Regions from separate parts of the Siniperca chuatsi genome. Here region 1 is linked to region 2. Evidence: chromatin contacts called from public Hi-C data. All regions are on one chromosome and are shown on one strand. Each heading gives the region's core, a stretch centred on a gene start, on an enhancer-like site or on the middle of the called end of the contact. The rest is flanking DNA. Distances are from core to core; before and after follow the strand shown.

The links. Hi-C and Micro-C count contacts between places; a contact is called where the count stands out from the background.
Region 1: a Hi-C map of skeletal muscle shows a contact between it and region 2, with 5 times the contacts expected there. The contact joins the promoter of sucla2 here to the promoter of esd in region 2. A contact is called at or near these places in 2 of 3 Hi-C or Micro-C datasets (skeletal muscle and an unstated tissue).

What each region holds. Positions count from the first base shown.
Region 1 is chrLG12:27,908,002-27,911,094 of ASM2008510v1, reverse strand. sucla2 (succinate--CoA ligase [ADP-forming] subunit beta, mitochondrial) reads left to right here and starts at 1,785. Exons shown (of 11, transcript XM_044215826.1): 1 at 1,785-1,936. The coding sequence starts at 1,820. It overlaps med4 (mediator of RNA polymerase II transcription subunit 4), which reads left to right. Exons shown (of 8, transcript XM_044215832.1): 7 at 1-5; 8 at 46-901.
Region 2 is chrLG12:27,694,052-27,697,468 of ASM2008510v1, reverse strand. esd (S-formylglutathione hydrolase) reads left to right here and starts at 1,872. Exons shown (of 9, transcript XM_044215934.1): 1 at 1,872-2,026; 2 at 3,094-3,161; 3 at 3,271-3,359. The coding sequence starts at 3,094.

The sequences.
Region 1 (3,093 bases), core at 536-3,035, 210 kb before region 2:
TGTGTGTGTGTGTGTGTGTGTGTGTGTGTGTGTGTGTGCGCGTGCGTGTGTGTGGGGTCACCATTGAGCAACATCTGATCAAATATCTACACCTTTTAGTCATTTACAACGTAGGCGAGTGCAAGACTTGCTCCAAACATAGTGTGCGCGATTGTTTTAAGGTGAAGCGTTGTGAGCTCGCAGCTCGTCTCTACAGACGTCAGTCTGTCGTTTTATCTGCCTCTGCCTGTCAGTAACGGAGGAGCTCGTCGCTACAATGGAAAGATTGATTTAAAGACTAATATAGAGGAATGAAAGTCATTTATCATCATCATTTCAGCTGAGGTCTTTAGTTCCTCACTATCTTTTATTAAAAACGTGCCGTCGTTTATTTACGTTTTGTAGAATGAGTCGGTTTTGTAAGAGTAGCTTTTAGTTTTCCTTATTGTAGATTCCTTGCGTTCGTAAAGAGGGCTACGTTTCTGTCTGAAGCGGCTAGTAACAGCTTCAGCTTCGGGAGTCGTTTTCTGTGAATCTCAGCTGACTGAGGATTGTTGTTGTTTCGTTACTTTGTGGATCCACAGACTGCGTTCTGGGTCCCGGTGGGCTCAAAGACCAGCGTCGCCAAGCAGTTAAAGGTGTGAAGGCGTCATCATCAGCATCATCGTAATTAAACGAGTCGATCGTTTCTCCCGTCTAGACTTCTACATGAAGACGTAATTAGTTTAACTTCCTTCTGAAAGCTGGAACTTAAAGACAAACCAAACTTAAAATTCGACTTCTCTTGCTCTTTGGTGACCCGTCAGCTGGAACATGTACTGCGAGTGGTTATATAACAATATGGACAAATGCTGTAAATTTACCTCCGTGTAAATAAGCTTGTACATACTCAGCCGTGTAAATAAATACTTTTTGAATTGTGTGTGTGTCAAACAGACTTGTAAATAAAAAATAAAGGCAGATAGTCTGAGATCATCTCGTAACTTCCATTATAAATGTACAAGTCACTAACATGAAGAGAAAAGCAGTTTATTTTTACCCCTGAAGATCACTTCCTTATTTAACACGTTGCATTAGTACTGTAGGTCAAAGTGTTCTTAATCTTATAATGCCGGTGAACAGATAAAAAGTTAAAGGGAGTTTTAAAGTATTCCTACATGACTACACTCACACCAACTTCAAAATAACCTCAGAGTTAAGACAGAAAGTGTACATGTTGATATTAAGCTCTGACAAAAACGTAAATCCCAATAAAACCTATTCTGCATCTACAAACATGAGTTCAGTCAGTGTAGTTGAGTTAACACTAATAATTCCCAGTTATTGTGCAGTAATGATTGTTTTAATTTAGGTTAAAGGCCACAGTGAGGATATATTTACACTGTGTCAAGGCCGTGACACTGCTGCCTTCACGAGCTCTTTGTAAACGCCCAACGTCAGTGATTGTCAGAAATGTGTAGTGTGTATTTCGGTTAAATAGAAAGAGCAAAGACATGCTAACTTTTGTAGTATGGTTCTGGTATATGTTTTAGTGCTAAAATCATGCGACACATGTTGCCTTGATGTTATGAGGACGAGAAGACGTGCTCATCAGGCACGTGGCAGCTATTTTAAGTAATTAATTTTGCCAGAAATGGCTGTTACTTTTACAACAACCATCTGGTATGTATATGGTATATAACTGTGTTTCCTCTCCATGTTAAATTTCACATTTCAGTGCTTAAATACTTCCCAGCCATGTTCACGGGGCTACTTTGAGCGTTCATTTTGAGATTATCGTGTAATTTCCGACAGCGTCTGAACGCCGCACTGGGAAAGCCGCTTTTGCAGCTCACTACGCATGCGCGCCGATTACTCCGCTCTAGAGGGAGAGATGGCGACGTCCCTGATCTGCGGCCGTTTGACGGCTAGCCTGAGAAATTCAGGGGCCAGAAACACTATCAGCTCCGCTTCCAAGGTGAGTGTGAGTCCACATTGAAGCGAAGGTCTCCGGCTTTCGGAGCAGGTGTCCGTGACAGCGCTGCACCTTCCCCGAAGACTACAGTTTCCCCACAAACTGCCAGGGTCAAATTTGACATTAGCACACCCTCATTGAGTTTCCGTTGTTTTGGCTAACATGCTAACTAGCGCGGAGCTAGCATGGCCGGCTGTCACTGCCGCCGAGATGAAGTGACCCAGCAAAAAAAAACACGAGCTTACACACACGTAGCTAATCCTTTCGGCCTGGGCTTACCCTGCCACACCGTCGTGTTGTTTTTAAACTGTGTTTTTGGAGGGGAGCGGTGGCCCCCCGTGACCTCCACCGGCGGCTGCTAACAGCGGAGGAGAGCTGCGGAGCTCTGCGCCAACACACGGCAGGTACACCGCACGACAACCGGGGGACAGATCGGCAAACACGGTGTACCACCGGGCAAATGTGGTATTCAGTAAATGTGTTAAATAGTCATTATTGTACAAATATATCTGTTGCTATTACTCTCAGGTACGTCCCAGGTGCTGTCACGGAAGTTGGCAACAAATCCCGAGTTACCTCTCTTAAGGGAGCTTGTGATTGGCTGAATGTTTCTGTAGTTATTTAAAAACTAAATGTCTTTATTTTCTCTAATGTCTCTGGTGTTTGTCTGGTGTCTTGCAGTGATTTTTAAAGAAGTATTTAGATCCCCTTTTCTCAAGTACAAACAGCAATACCGCTCTGTAAAAGTCTTACTTCAGTAAAACCACAGGATTATCAGCAAAAATTACTTTAAAGTATTTAAGTAAAAGTACCCCTGTTCAGACAAAATGGCCTCTGTCAGAGTAATATTCTTATATATTATACTACTGGATGGTTATTACGATGCATTTACATGTAAACAGCATTTTTATGTTGTATTTGGTCGAGATGGAACTGATTCGAGCTATTTTATATACTGTTGGGTTGTTTAATTTACTGTATAAAGGATGCATCGTATTTTATATGATCATTGTAGTTCTTTATAATCCTAATCTACAACGCAGGTAGATGGATGCAGAGTAGGGTTTGAGATTTTAGGTGAATCCCGGTTCAGGTTGTTATTTAATCCTGGTTCTGATTCTTGTTTTTATTATTTGAGTAGTAAAAGAAACACGCTGAAA
Region 2 (3,417 bases), core at 623-3,122:
ACAGAATAACACACATGCAGACACGAGCAGGTGAACAAAGACAGACTTCATGCCACAGAATAGAAAAACCCAGGAGGACGCTCGTTTCATTTTCCAGAGTTTTACTTCACACAAGGTGGGCTTTCGCTTTTGCAAAGTTACCAATGGTTACAGGTGACCGCGTTCGAGTCCAAACACAGACAGGTTGACAGGAGCCGGTCGATGTGATGCAAAGCTTTCAGCAACTCTGTGGTGAAGTTTTATATTTATTTGTCTTTAGAAAGACTTTCCAAAGGGAGTTCTCCGAAGGTGGAACATGGGTTTTGGCCGGACGGCCTTTACAGTGAGAGTTTTCCACACGTACATTAAATACGCCATCGGTCCTGGTCTCTGCGCGCCTGCCCTCATCTGCTCGGCTTCTTGCGTCTCTTGTCTTCATCATCCTGACACGTTTTTGTTTTTCAGTAGTGGAACAAGTGCTCAGATCTTTAGCAAAATCACAGCGTGGAAGTAATCTGCTTCAGGTAAAAGTCCTGCTCTCAAAAGTGTACTGAAGTATCAGCATCGACATGCACTCAAAGTCCCAAAAGTAAAAGTAGGCTAGGTACTATGCAGAATGGCCCAGTTCAGAATCACGTGTATTACATTATTTGATTATAATTATTGATCTCATGTGAGCTCATGTGAAGTACTGTATATATACAGCTGGGTAGCTTAATCTTTAATAATGCATGATCATTTAGTTGTTGACTATGTTTTGTATTAACAATCTTTCTTTCTTTGAAAATGAGCCATTTGGCCGACACTCACGTGTACAGTGACGCTGACCAATCAGCGAGCTTCCTGTCAAAAAAATTAAAAATAAAATCTACATCAGTTGCTGCAGCTTATTAAAAAAAAGCTGCTCCAGACCTCAACCCAGCCATTCCACTTCTGTAATTGCCGGATTTTACAATTATTTTTCACTTTAAAAAATGTGCTTTTTGAGACATTTTGCCCAGTCGTTTTTTATTTTACTGATGGAAACCTTTCACGTTAATAGACACAAATATTTGTCTCCCCTTTTCTGGTCTTCAATCTGAAAATGTAGATTGTATATTTCAAAGAGTACAAACGGTAAAGCTGTTGATGTGTAGCACACACAGCCTTTTGTATAACTGCATACTTTCTGTAATTCAAACATTCAGAAGAAGCATTTTTTTTTTTACTTGTCATACAATAATAATCCACCTACTTACTTTTTTATTTATTACAAGAAAAACCAACATAGGCAAGAGTCTTAGTATGGTGTTGGGACACCACGTGCCGCCAGAACAGCTTCAGTGCTCCTTGGCATTGATTCAGGGAGTCTCTGAAGCCGGATCCCCTTCCTGTAGGGGTCAAGCACTCAGCCCTGCACCGTTATAACATGGCGAAGGATCACTTCCCCCCCACATCTCTGTAGACCGGTGCCGATGGGTTTTTGCACCACTGAACTCTCAGATAATGAGGGGTTTGTGCACTGCAGCCCCGGTGTAACTGGGTCACGTCCTGCATTGACGTTCTCAGTCACCTGAGGAAGAAGTTCTTCTGTTTTTTCCTGACATGTCGCACTAATGCACGAGCATCACGGTGCACCACAGTGCCAGACCCTGTTTACTGACGTCACTTTAGTGAACCCTGTTTCAGAGTCACTGAGATCTTTCCCTGCTGCCATCTTGATACAAAATCAGAATCAGCTGGGCCTGCTCAGGTGTTTACGCATGCCACAGAGCACGATTGGGTGTTAATTGCTTAATTGCACCTGCATTCGTTATGTTTCTCCACTCATTTATTCAGGTGTTTTTCATTTGTCACCTGTCTTACATACCCGTATTTTCCCAGTGAACACCACCGCCATCTAGCGTCTGAACGTACGCTTTACATATCGGACGTAAACTGTGGCTGCCCTGACGTCACCACGTTTTCCCCTGACGTTGTTGGACTCTGGACAGCGCCGGCGGGGAAGTTAGCAAACCAGTTGAGCACAAATTTCAACAAAATACTCATTTCAGTAAGGTCTGATAAGGTATGCTCCGAGGAATATGCGTGTAGTTTGTTTATTTGCTTTGTCAGAAGGTTTAAAGCGATTTAACTTAAAGCAGAAATTCATAAATAGCAGCTAACGATATTAACATGAGCTAACTTTACTTGCTAATCTCTGCACGCCCCCCAGATGGGACACTGTACGCCAAACTCTGTTCAAAATATATCTATTTTAAATGTCCTTTGCTTATAAACTAGCTAAGCACAGCGGTGGTTGAGCATATAGTTATACATTGTTTGAGTTTGGAAATGTGTTTTGGGCAGTTCGGCAAATAGATGATGCATCTAGGAAAACAATAGAAATATATAACAGTTGTTTTTTAATGTGCTTTGTGGTATTTTACACGCCATTTCAACAGTGGAAGCAGCTTGATATGAATGGATTAATATAGTGTGTTTTCGTCCCGAACAACCGGCCACAGCGTTTAAAACTGCAGAAGTTTATTTCCTTTTAATTAATAATGGCTACCATGGCTGCTGATCTGCAGAAGCTTAACTTTGCTGTTTTTACATGCAGCTGTTTTGTGTGCATGGTGTTATACAGCTGTGGACTGTCATTTTCTAAACGTTTAGATCACTTTCACTGTTATATGAACAAGTGATGTTATTGCCTAAATCCAACTTTAACACTGGAAGAAATCTGCCTTAACATTTCACCGGTTTTACCCAGTGCACTGTATTTATATTCCATTATTTTGTTTGATTCAACAAAAGTGTTAAATGTATTTATGTATTGGTCCCAGAAGGGTGGAAAATAAACGTGTGCACTGCTTTTTGTTAAAAGTTCCACATTACTGCAACGTGACACTCGATCTCAAAGTTTTAAAGGCTGAATCTAAAACTAAATGAGTTGGTGAAATTGATGTTTCTTGCAGTGTTTCTGTATTTTGAAAGTCTGACAACAAACTGAGCATCCGTTTAGAGTCTTAAGATAAAGAGAAACTGTAAACCTCATTAAGTCAGTCGGGACAGCGGCAGTATAACGTAAGACTCAGTTATTGATGATGTCACCAGGTAACGATGCACTGTGTCTCTTTCTGTGGATCGCAGATGGCCGTCACACAAGTGTCCTCCAACAAGTGCGCCGGTGGCTTCCAGAAGGTTTTCGAGCATGACAGGTGAGATCTTAGCTGAACCTCCGAGTTAACACCCGCACCTTGCGACACACACACACACACACACCTGTGAAGCTGTGAATTAACGTGTGTTTGTATTTCCTTCATGCAGCACTGAGCTCAAGTGTAAGATGAAGTTTGCAATCTACCTGCCTCCCAAGGCTGAGACCGACAAATGTCCCGTCATGTACTGGCTGTCGGGTGAGTTCAGAGCTTCACGGGCTGCCTGCTGATAAATGAGTGAATGAATTTAAGAAGC